Linked DNA regions of Mus musculus: region 2 is linked to region 1. The links are chromatin contacts, called in public HiChIP or PLAC-seq maps. All regions are on one chromosome and are shown on one strand. The core of a region is the stretch at or near the end of the contact, and the rest is flanking DNA. Distances in the headings are between cores, read along the strand shown.

What was found. HiChIP or PLAC-seq counts read pairs in DNA pulled down with a chosen protein or histone mark.
Region 2: an H3K27ac HiChIP or PLAC-seq map of embryonic stem cells shows a contact between it and region 1, with 5 read pairs. The contact joins the promoter of Ccdc162 here to the enhancer-like site in region 1. A contact is called at or near these places in 10 of 39 promoter capture datasets (the 3T3-L1 cell line, the HPC-7 cell line, embryonic stem cells and 5 more), 2 of 484 Hi-C or Micro-C datasets (CD8 T cells and trophoblast stem cells), 1 of 115 datasets of contacts at active chromatin or transcription factors (embryonic stem cells) and 4 of 9 other capture datasets (adipose tissue, embryonic stem cells, liver and 1 more).

The regions. Positions count from the first base shown.
Region 1 is chr10:41,431,486-41,437,493 of GRCm38.p6, forward strand. Ak9 (adenylate kinase 9) reads left to right here. Exons shown (of 40, transcript NM_001370813.1): 39 at 956-1,070; 40 at 1,601-2,083. The coding sequence ends at 1,803. Among named protein-coding and RNA genes, the nearest start is that of Zbtb24, 16 kb to the right of the region's middle. Within about 2 kb of position 3,871, at least 8 of the 459 cell types and tissues checked have an H3K27ac peak or open chromatin away from gene starts, as enhancers often do. A contact at or near this core is called in embryonic stem cells, where this site is marked.
Region 2 is chr10:41,713,773-41,719,780 of GRCm38.p6, forward strand. Ccdc162 (coiled-coil domain containing 162) reads right to left here and starts at 2,691. Exons shown (of 48, transcript NM_001358562.1): 1 at 2,632-2,691. It overlaps Cep57l1 (centrosomal protein 57-like 1), which reads right to left. Exons shown (of 11, transcript NM_001243074.1): 11 at 5,068-6,008. The coding sequence ends at 5,923.

The sequences.
Region 1 (6,008 bases), core at 2,621-5,120:
TTAAACTGTCTGTCCAAATCACATTTTATTCATCCAGATATAATTATTTTTAAAGGTAGTAAAATTTGTCACTAGTCAAATAGTATTTCAAAGTTATTTAATCTTTAAGTTATTACTTGCACGTGTGTGTGTGTGTGTCGCTCCGTGTGCATGTGTACACACTAGGTGTGCACAAGAGGGGGACATGTGTGTGGAGGTCAGACAACAATTTTGCACAATTGGTTCTCTCCCTCTAATTTTATGTGAGTTTCTAGGATCAAACCTTTACCCACTGAACCATCTCACTAGCCTTCTGAAGTTATTGTTATTATTATTTTATTTCTGCAAAATAAATGTCAAAAGCTCAGTTTTACAGCTTTGTCACTTCTTAAGCACTTTATTTTTGTCAATTTCCCTAGAAAGTTAGTCTCCAATGACACATACCTGAGTAAGCTACATAGCAAGAATGCCTCAGAAATATCTGAAAGAAAACCAGAAGGGAGAGCTGGAGACAAAGCTAGCTTTCCATGGGCTCTCTATGAACCTACCAAGGAAGAACACACAGGGAGGGGTGTTCTCTAAGGCCCTGCTTTATTAGAAGGCCTCTTTTACCTTCACAGCTCTAGGAACTTGGTCACAGTGACACTGGTCTCTGGAATTCCTTGTCATGTGGCCAAGAACACAGAGTAGGAGGCAGGCCACCAGTGCCACCCACACAAGCAGACATGAGCCAAGGTAACTCCATCTTTCTTTGTTAACTTCAAGGCATGCGGCCCCCACCAGCCCGCATTACGTCCAGTTATATTGCATTTCCTCATCAAATGTAGTGTGTTTCTTTCCTGTCGACTAGATGGTTGTCTAATCATCCCCATCCCAGGAAGGCTATTTGATAAAAAGAAAAAGACTTTGATCTGTCTTCATTAAGAACAAACTTGAACTCAGATATACACTGATTTAAATTGTCTCTTACCTGCAGGGGACAGCAACTTCCCTGATCAAGGCAATGAATGCGGCAGGGAACCTGAAACCCAAGCTCCCCTTCCTAAGTGTGAGGAGGTCCGTGCTCCTTTACATAGCGTTTCATCTCAAAGGTACGCCTTTCTGAAATGATGCCCCATTCAGAAAAGCTGCGCACTTGTTGTACCGTACGTGGTAGACAGGGTTGTTAAACGAGGTTGATTGTCTGCTTGCATGGGAGGGGGCAAATGAAATACAGGGTAAATATCTATAGGAAAATATCAAAACTGAAATCCCGAGTTTTTCAATCAAGGACGATGCACTGGACCCAGTGGTGCAGGTCTGTAAAAGCCAGCAGGAGGCTGAGGAGGATTACTAAGATCAAAGCCTGCCCAGGCTACGGAGCCGACTCTAGCTCAGTCCAGTAACTTAGTAAGGCCCTCTCTCAAAAACAAAACTTAGAGTCAGCACTCAAAAATCCATGCCATAGAGAAAAGCGAGTCCAGAAAATGATGACCTAAGCTAGACAGCCCTCTAACCTATGTGGGATGGGACCATCTCCCCCTTGGCTGGGTGTGCTCTCCTTACACGTGAAGTTCTCCTCTGGCATGGCTTACTAACCACCTGTCAGAAAACATTCCCAACTCTGTGACATTTTCTACAGCATTCAATCCCAAGGGTTCTGAATATTCAAGGAAAAAATATAAGAAGAAGCTGGAGCAGTTTGTGGAAAGATGCGAACTCATAACGTACCTCAGTTCCAAGATGACCCGGAAGTACAAGGAGCCTCAGTTCAGAGCCATCGACTTCGACCATAAGCTACAGACATTTTTATCCTTGAAAAACATAGACCCAGTTACTGGGTAGCTTGCTTACGTTACAGAGACCCAAATCCCAGAACTCTCCAAGGGACAGAGGGAATTGAAGAGCAGAATTAATACCCTGCATTTTCTGAAGTATACTTCCCTCCTGCCTAATGTTGTGTATGTAGTTCCTGGGCCTCAGATGGACTCAAAAGGCCTAACCAGGAAGGGTCACCCTCTGAGTATTCATGCAGCTTTCAACTTTATTCCTTTTTTCCCCCTAAATTTGATGCTCCCACAAAATAGGCATTCCATTTGAGATATTAAAATACGTACTACATGTATTTTCTTTTGTTTTTTGTTGTTTTTTTTTTCTCTTTTATGGGGAGGCCAGGTTGAGACAGGGTCTCTCCACACAGCCCAGGCCATCCTGGAACTCACTAGGTAGACCAGGCTGGCCTGGAACTCACAGAACTCCACCTGCCTCTGCCTCCCCAGTGTGAGATTAAATATGTGTGCCACTCCTAGCCCTGCAGAGACTTGTGTGCCAGGGTGGGACATACCTCCTCCCTCTCAGAAGATCAGAGGAGAAGAGGAGGGGGAGGGGCCTTGAGAGGGGACCAGGATGGGGGCATCGATAAGGATGTAAAGTCAATTTTATTTATTTGTTTGTTTGTTTTGTTTTGTTTTGTTTTGTTTTTTCCAAGACAGGGTTTCTCTGTCCTGGAACTTACTCTGTAGACCAGGCTGGCCTTGAATTCGAAATCCGCCTGCCTCTGCCTCCTAAGTGCTGGGATTAAAGGAGTGTGCCACCACTGCCCAGCCCTAAAGTCAATTTTTTTTTTTAATTCATTGTTTTGTTTTTTTTTTTAAAGATTTATTTATTTACTGTAAGTACATTGTAGCTGTCTTCAGACACTCCAGAAGAGGGAGTCAGATCTCGTTAAGGATGGTTGTAAGCCACCATGTGGTTGCTGGGATTTGAACTCTGGACCTTTGGAAGAGCAGTCGGGTGCTCTTACCCACTGAGCCATCTCACCAGCCCTAAAGTCAATTTTAAAAAGGAAAAAAAGGTGTGTGCTACTATGCCTAGCCTTGTCTTCCTACTATGCCTAGCCTTGTCTTCCTTCCTTCATTCCTTCCTTTCACATTTTCAGTAGAAAGCTAGTCTCTATTAAAGAAAATTACCCAGTAAACATTAGAAACCTTCAAGAGACAAAACTAATAGAAATCTTGGTCATACTTTTTACATAAGAAATTGTTTGTATATTTTCTGAACATAAGACACTGTCATTTTCCCAACAAAATAACTAAAATCCGTCGTAACTGACAGGCTGCCCCCATTCTTCCCTGATTGAAATATGCTTAATATGTGGTTCTATAGCTAGAAGTCACTAGGGTTCTAAGAGGAAATGCAGATTTTTATGAAATATGTCAAAAGAGTGTAAGGGAGGGGAAAATTGTTAGATCTGAATACATTTTTATCTTATTTTATTTTTTAAAGATTTATTTATTTATTACATGTAAGTACACTGGAGCTGACTTCAGACACTCCAGAAGAGGGCGCCAGATTTCGTTACAGATGGTTGTGAGCCACCATGTAGTTTGCCTGGACCTTGGAAGAGCAGTCAGTGCACTTAACCACTGAGCCATCTCTCCAGCCCCCCACCCCCACCCCCGAATGTGTTTTTAAAATAAGGACAAATGTTTAGCAGCTGTATAAAACAGCTAAAGTGTTAAATGGTTTAAAAATGTAGGGCATAGAGAGGGCCCAGAAAGCAGCCTCTTAGCAGCACCGCTTACCAGTGCCTAGAATGTCAGCTTCAGGGAGTCTCTGGCCTCTGAGGGTACTGTTCTCATGCACAGATAAACACACATACCCGTAAATAAAAATAACAAATCTTTTTAAAAATGAGTGTGTGTGTGTGTGTGTGTGTGAGAGAGAGAGAGGGGGGGGGGAGATAGAGAGAGAGAGAGAAATTTAATATACAGTTCTTAAATAAAAACTAAGCTAGAATACAGGGCTGAGGATGCCTCTTGGCTGGAAGATGTTTAGCTCACATGCAGGAAAGCCGGGTTCCATCCCCAGCCCCTCACATGCTCGAGATTCCAGCCCTGGAAAGTGGAAGCAGGAGGATCGGAATGTCAAGGTCATCCTTGGCTACATAACAACAGTCCAAGTTCAAAGTCAGCCCAGGCTATAGGGAGCATTGCTTCAAAAAAAGGAGGAAGAGGGAGGGAGTTGTGGGGGTGGGGGGAGAGAGGAAGAGAAAAGAAAAAAGAAAATTCCCCTAACCCTATTAGAAGACTGGGAGTTGACTACAAAAACTTTTTTTCTGGGGATTTAAGCACCACCCACTTTCTCTCTCTCTCACTCTCTTTCTCTCTCCCTCCCTCCCTCTCTCCCTTCCTCCCTCCCTCCCTTTCTTTTCTTTTCTTTCTCTCTCTCTCTCTCTCTCTCTCTCTCTCTCTCTCTCTCTCTCTCTTTTTTTTTTCTTTGAGACAGGGTTTCTCTATATAGCCCTGGCTGTCCTGGAACTCACTTTGTAGACCAGGCTGGCCTCGAACTCAGAAATCTGCCTGCCTCTGCCTCCCGAGTGCTGGGATTAAAGGCGTGCGCCACCACGCCTGGCTTGCTTGCTTGCCTTCTTTCTTTCTTTCTTCCTTTCTTTCTTTCTTTCTTTCTTTCTTTCTTTCTTTCTTTCTTTCTTTCTTTCTTTTTCTCTTTCTTTCTTCCTTCCTTCCTTCCTTCCTTCCTTGCTTCCTTCTTTCCTTCCTTTCTTTCTTCCTGGGTGGTTTGCCTGCACATATGTCTGAGAGTGCCAATACCCCGGAACTGGAATTATAGACGAATGTTAGCCATCATATGGGCGCTGAATCTAATTCAAGTCCTCTGGAAGAGCAGACAGTGCTCTTAACCCTGGAGCCATCTCTCCGGCCACCCCACCCACATAACCAATTTTTTAATATTTGTAATTTACCATTTTCTCACCAGACTACAATTTACTGGCCTTTTCATTTCTAACGAGATTTCCACGGCCCGTCTTTTCAGCCAGTTGGGTATACTGGCATCCCTTAGCAATTAAGCCTAACAGCATATTCCATCCCCTTTGAGTTTCAGGTTTTGAGGGGCAGCAGCCCATGCTGATTGGCTCCAAGTATTTTAGGGACCTCCAAGAAACATCTCACATTCCCCCCGAGCAAGTCCATATCCTCTGCATATCACTTGTCTGGGGATTATGTTTGCTAATTTGGATTCTACTCATTCCCACTGAACTTAAGGCTGGAACTAGGAACCCAGGTGTAGGACCCAAAGTCATTCCAAGTGGGCTCAGTTTGTGTAGCTGTCCAGCAGCCATGGATGAACTGGGTACGTGAAAGGGAGGCTGGAAATGAAAAAGGATGGGAGGTGAGAGAAGGATGTGAAAGACCCCACCATCAGGCTTAGCAAGCTAGCTGCAGTAACGCCATTTTGCAAGGCATGAAAAAGTACCAGAGCTAAGTTCTCAAAAGTTACAAGAAAGTTCAGTTAAAGATTAACAGTTAAAGATTAAGGCTGAATAATACCGGGACAGGGGCCAAATATCGGTGGTCAAGCACCTGGGCCCCGGCTCAGGGCCAAGAACAGATGGCTCTCAGACGTCAGTGTTAGCAGAACTAGCTTCACTGATTTAGAAAAATAGAGGTGCACAGAGCTCTGGCCACTCCTTGAACCTGTGTGTCTGCCAATGTTCTGACCAGGTGTGTGCCCATTGTTGAACCTTCATTAGACCCTCTCCTCGTACCCCTCCCATACCCATTTCTTGAAAATAGACATTGTTTAGAACTAAAAAGTCCCACCTCAGTTTCCCCAAATGACCGAGAAATACCCCAAGCCTTATTCGAACTAACCAACCAGCTCGCTTCTCGCTTCTGTAACCGCGCTTTTTGCTCCCCAGCCCCAGCCCTATAAAAAGGGTAAAAACTCCACACTCGGCGCGCCAGTCCTCCGATAGACTGCGTCGCCCGGGTACCCGTGTTCCCAATAAAGCCTCTTGCTGTTTGCATCCGAATCGTGGTCTCGCTGGTCCTTGAGAGGGTCTCCTCAGATTGATTGACTACCCACGTCGGGGGTCTTTCATTTGGAGGTCCCACCGAGATTTGGAGACCCCTGCCCAGGGACCACCGACCCCCCGCCGGGAGGTAAGCTGGCCAGCGGTCGTTTCGTGTCTGTCTCTGTCTTCGTGCGTGTTTGTGCCGGCATCCAATGTTTGCGCCTGCGTCTGTACT
Region 2 (6,008 bases), core at 1,441-3,940, 280 kb after region 1:
TTCAGAGCTAGGTTCCTTGTGGTAGGTAGGTAGGTAGGTAGGTAGGTAGGTAGGTAGGTAGGGTGTATTTTCACAGTAGAATGAGTGCCTGGTATGTGTGAGGCCTCAAGTTCAGTTCCCATGACCATGAACACACAACACAAAGCTGGGGCTGGAGAGATGGCTCAGTGGTTAAGAGCACTGGCTCTTTTCCCAGGGGACCCCAGTTCAATTCTCAGCACCTGAATGTCAGCTCACTCCTGTTTAACTACATTTTTAGAGGATCCAATATCCTCTTTGGGGCCCTACAGGCACTGCACTTAAAGAGTACACAGGCACACAAAAAGGCAAAACACTCAGACACATAAAAAAGAAAGTAACAGAAAAACAAAACAAAACCCTACTTCCTATGTGAGACGGAGTCAAGGAGACAAAAATACATTAGGTTATTTCAGATAGTTTGCTTTTGTGAAGATTAAAGCAGAGGAAACCTCATTATTATGAGCATTAAAATTGGCCTATTCAAACCTGGAAGTGGTGGCATATGCCTTTAATCCCAGTACTCGCAGAGGCAGAGAGGCAGAGAGGCAGAGAGGCAGAGAGGCAGAGAGGCAGAGGCAGAGGCAGGTAGATCTCTGTGAATTCAAGGCTAGCCTGGTCTACAGAACAAGTTCCAGGATAGCCAGAGATACACAAAGAAACCCTGTCTCAAAAAACCAAACCAAACTAAACAACCAACCAACCAAACAACAAACCCTAACCAAACAACAACAAAAAAAAGAAGGACCATTTGGAGCAATTATTAATTTTGTCACCTCTTGTTTCTGAAAAGCCAAATAACTTAGCCTTGCTTTGTTGGCTTTAGCATGAGTAACTCCAATGGGCTTGGCCTGGATGTTGGAACCCTGTGCTCAAAACAATAGCCTCCTGTAATCTTCAAAATGCAATCACCAAGCAAACACCCAGTGAGAGGCCACTTTTGGGTCAAGCACTGTGCCGGATGCCACAGGATGAGCAGAAAGAGAAACTTGCGCTCAGACCTCTCAGCCTATGTGAAGACAAAAATAACCAGTGAACTCAAGGCTAGCTTGTGCTCCAGGAGATGTTTCAACAAAGGAACCCCACACAAAAGTGTGCTGGGTACAGAAAACACCTAGCAGAGACAGCTAGACTAGATCTGGGAGGCAGCAGAGTAAACAGGCCAGAAGACCAAAGAAAAGCTCAACAAGCCAAATCCACAGACGCCTCGGAAGAGAATGGTCAAGATTTGCACCTCAACCCACTGTGGTGGTGCACACCTGCAGTACCAGTACTACAGAAGTGGAGGCAGGAGGACTCCCAGTTTGGGGACAGCCTAGAGAAACAATGTGTGTGTGGCCTAAAGTTTCTTTCCACGGAATTAGATTTCCCTTTCCTTCACAGGCTTATTGGGTGTCGTCTCCTTATTTACACAGACTCACCGAATTCCTGTTTGATACAAGAAACACTAAATGTCACAGGCAATTCGAGTGCTCAGTTTGCACACCCACCCGGTGATGATTACTATCTATGCCGAGAGGTTTGTAAATGCCTACTTAACCACTTTAGCAGAAAGCAGCAGAGAAGAAAGCTGTTCTATTGTTCTTACGCTCTGAGGCAGCTCTGTGACAACGTAGGACCGTCCGTGATCAGGTCAACAGTCTGGGTCGTAAGTTGAAAGGGCACCAGGTTGGGTGTCTGGAGATCAGAGGCTTCGTAACCACTACTCTGAAATGATTCCATCTAATTCTCCTCACTTGATCAAGTATGATAGGACACCGGAAGAGGAATGCTCCCTGGAGACGAGCAGGCAGGATCCAAGCAACCCTCGGGGGCACTGGTCGGGCTAACTGATTTACACGGTAAGTCATTCTCGGGCAAGTGATTGTTTCTTATTCGTCCTCAGCTCATTTTAACAGAAAGATGCAGCGGTGCCCAAGAAGAGCTTTCATCTTGGATGCTCTTTTGGAGAGGACTAGGGTCCAGCTGGCATTAACCCATATGTCACATCTATGAAATGCTCAGTGACTCAGCTTCAGTTAGCGCTCACTAGCGCTTCAGGAAGTCACTAACAGGTGTTCTTCACGGCACATCAATAACTCCAGCCGTGCATCTGCCCGCCCATGCGTCTTTGGTGAGATGGCTCAGTGGGTAAGGAGCTTGGGCAGCTCTCCGGGACACTCCCATGAACTGCCTCAGCTCCAGATCTGATACGCTGACCTCCATGGGCACTCACACACACACACGGCATCCACATCCACATAACCACAAATAATAAATCATTGTGAAAAAAATCAAACTTGTGTTTAATCTTAGTTTGCTATGGCTTAAAAATACTACTTTATCAACTGGCTATGGTGGCACAAACTTGGTGAGGCAGGAGGATCGTGAATTCAAGGCACGCATGAGGCCCGCGGTGTTCCGTCCCTACCCTGGTACCCCACAGGGTTTTTCAAGCCACCATCCTGAATAGTCTACTGTAGCGTGTCTCTCACGTCAACCTTACATCACCCAAAGCTGACTTCCCTCCAGTCCAGCTCTAACAAAGCAGAAATGACCACCCTGCCAGTGACCTGCTCCAGTACAGTTAATTCTAGAGCCCAACTCCCTCCAGTATTAGAAGACTCACAATACCTGCTGCTCCAAACACAGGACTGCTCTGGCTTCACAGTTTCGTGGAAGTTGAGGCTTGCCTTGGCAAGAATGGTCCGATTCCCCTGCCCCCTCCTCTCTCCCTCCCTCTCTCTTTCTAATTTCTAATTAAAGAGAACCCAAACAATTCTTTTTCAGTGAAGTGAAAAGATTAATGAAATCTTCCTGTTCCAGCAAGGAAGTTGCCCAGCAACTCCGAAGCTGCCCAGAGAACGCCCCCCCCCCCCCCCCCAGGACAGACAGCTTTGGCTCCGCCCACCCAGAGTCAGCGGCTTTGGCAAGCAGGTAACTGTGGAGGCAGATTTGTTTGCGTTAGTAACTGTGGAGTGACAAAACCATTCTTCACAGGTTCCTAGTAACTAAATGTCACCCTAACAACCAAAACAGACTCCAGCAGTAACTTGTGTGTGATCATGTTGTTTCTGCACCACAGGGTTCCACCATAGTCTTTCTCCCTTTAGGAACCTAGGATCCGAAACAAGCAAAAGCAATTTCAATTTCCACAAAGAAAGTAAGCAAATTAGAACACTCCAACTCAGTTACCGAGATTTCTACAGTTTTGGCTTTAGCCCATGTGAACTCATCTTTTACTTTTTCCACCCTGCACATAAACAAAAGCATTTTGCAGTAATTCTCAACCCGTGGATCTCGACCCCCTCCTGCGACCCTTCCACGGGGTTTGCATAACAGGTATCCTGCATATCAGAGATATTTATATTATGATTTGTAACAGTAGCAAAATTAGTTATGAGGTAGCAATGAAATCATTTTATGGTTGGGGGCTCCATAACATGAGGAACTTAACTAAGGGGCCACGGCATTAGGAAGGCTGAGAACCCCTGGTTTACAATTTTCCCTAACTGCTGACCCTTGGCTGGGCACTGTACTCCCCCACAGAAACCTAGTGAGGCAGGATTAGTAGAACCCTCATGTTACAGGGAAACCCAAGGCTCTGTGGAATTCTTGGCTTGTGCAGACAAGACTGATTTTGAACCAAGTCTATTCATATTCACTCTGAAATCTTAAGTGGTTTTTTTTTTCAAACTATCTTATACTTTTATGAGACAATTCTCAATTCTTATTTGAAACATTCAAATAGTTATAAGTGGTTACACTTTTTGTATGGTAATTTGTTTTCCCAATATATTTTCCTTGTTTTTATCCTGAGCTGGGAGTCTGGCCCAGGTCAAACCCTTTACCACTGAGTTAAAAGCCAGCCATCTATTTCACACAAAAATGATTTTATTAGTAAGTGAGCAGGTGTAGACCCTTTCCTAAGTGTTCAGGGCTGAGATAAGGCCCTGGTGGGATTTTTCCCTTTCTTTCTAACCTTAATGACAGAGCTCATATTCCTGTGGAGGAAAGTGAAACTGGAGAGATTACAGGATGGAGTTTGGACAGAATTCACTGCAGACATTTCCAAGGCCAGGAGGCTGACACTTACAGTAGATCCACTGCTTAAACCAGAGGGTTGGGGTTTGGGGGCTTGCGCTCTGCTACGAACAGCTCTAAATACAATCCCCTGTAGCAAACCACCCGTGGCTGGGGCTCCTAGCTGGTGCTTCTCACCATGAAGATGAGTCACACTTGTTCCTTTTTCCAGAAGGTCCACACTTGCGCATACCTTTTGTTTATGTTGCACACCTTTTGATACTTCCTAGGGAAATAGATTGTCCTTTAAAATTGCTTTTCCTAGGCAGGGCATGGTGACCCAAACCTAATCCCAGCTCTCCGCAGGTAGATCTCCATGTGGTCCAGGCCAGCCAGGGCTACCTACTGAGACCCTGTCTCAAATGTATATGTAAAAAAAAAAAAAAAAAAAGTCCTTTTTATAAACAGGCATGGCTGTACATACCTATGACTATAGCATGTGGAAGTGTGGACAGGACAAGTTCACTTCAAGATCAATTGTTGCATAGTAAGTTCGGGGCCAGCCTGGCCTACGCTCTCAGAAAATGAAAAGAATTGCTTTTTTGGTTTTGTCACAGTTTTTGAAACTGCTCTTTGGACTCCTGATCTACAGTGTTTACATACTTAGCCTGCATACTTCCCACCACTGTGAAATTTAGGTAAATACACAACTCCAATTGACCCCTTGGAATTGGCCCACTACTTGTACCTCTACCTAATTTCAAGCTTTTCCCTTTATAGCAGCTTTTTATCTAATTTCTATTTCTTTTTTTTTCCTTTTTTTTCTTTCTTTTTTGTTTTTGTTTTTGTTTCAAGACAGGGTTTCTCTGTGTAGCCCTGGCTGTTCTAGAACTTATTCGGTAGACCAGGCTGGCCTCAAATTCAGATATTCGCCTGCCTCTGCCTCCCAAACGCTGGGATTAAAGGCGTGCACCACCATGCCCAGCTCTAGTTTCTATTTCCATTGATGGCATCAATTTTCTAGTTGTCCCAGAATATTTCCACAGGCTTTTAGAAAGGCAAAAAGTATAAATTTATTATGTAACATGTGTATACAACAGAGAAATCCATTGTGACATCACTAATTTTAAAGTATAAAAGATGATACCACATTTACCTAATTCATGTTTTCCTGTGGTCTTATAGAATCCTATTACCTTTTTGGGTCCTAGACATCTATTACATTGTCATATATGGATGTAAATCACATATAACATATAAGATAAAATCAATTGTTGGAGTTTAAAAGGAGACAGGGCGTAGCAGAGGAAGGAAGACGAATTAGAACTGTCTTCAAAGGTTAATCAGTTATGCATCTCATTTAGTGGCTGTCATAGCAGAGCTGAGTTAAGGTCATTTTCACAAAACTGCACAATTACTGTGCCCTCCCTTTCCAAACAGAGCAAGCATGAGCACCGCTGAGACAAGGGAAGGTGGCAGTTCCAGGGACACCAAACAAACGTCTGGAATTCTGCTCATTCCGTGTGGATCTACAGGTGACAGACAGCCTGCAAAAATCAAACTGTGGAATAGTACCCACAGGTCAGACTCCCTTGATTTCAGTGAGCATCCATCCATTCAGTACAGCTTCTTGGATTTACCTTATGGGAGCTGCAAAACAGATGCTTCTAAAGAGCTTCATGAGGTCAAGGCCTTTGGTTAACAACAATGAAAAGCAGTCATTTAGATGCCAGGAACCCTGGTAGGTCATTAGCCATTATTCTGAAAATGTACGACTTCACACTTTATAGCAGTCAGAAACATAATTCAAGGGTTCCTTAAGAGCATATGAAATAAAAACCACGGAGACGGCGTGCGGTCTCACTGGTGAGGTTCATTTAGATGACAGACAGTTTGCCTTGGTCACTGCTCCCACTTGATGTCATCGCGCCTCAGCTTCGACTGCAGGCTGTGGACCTGCACTGGTTGAAAGCCTCTGTCTCTCTGAA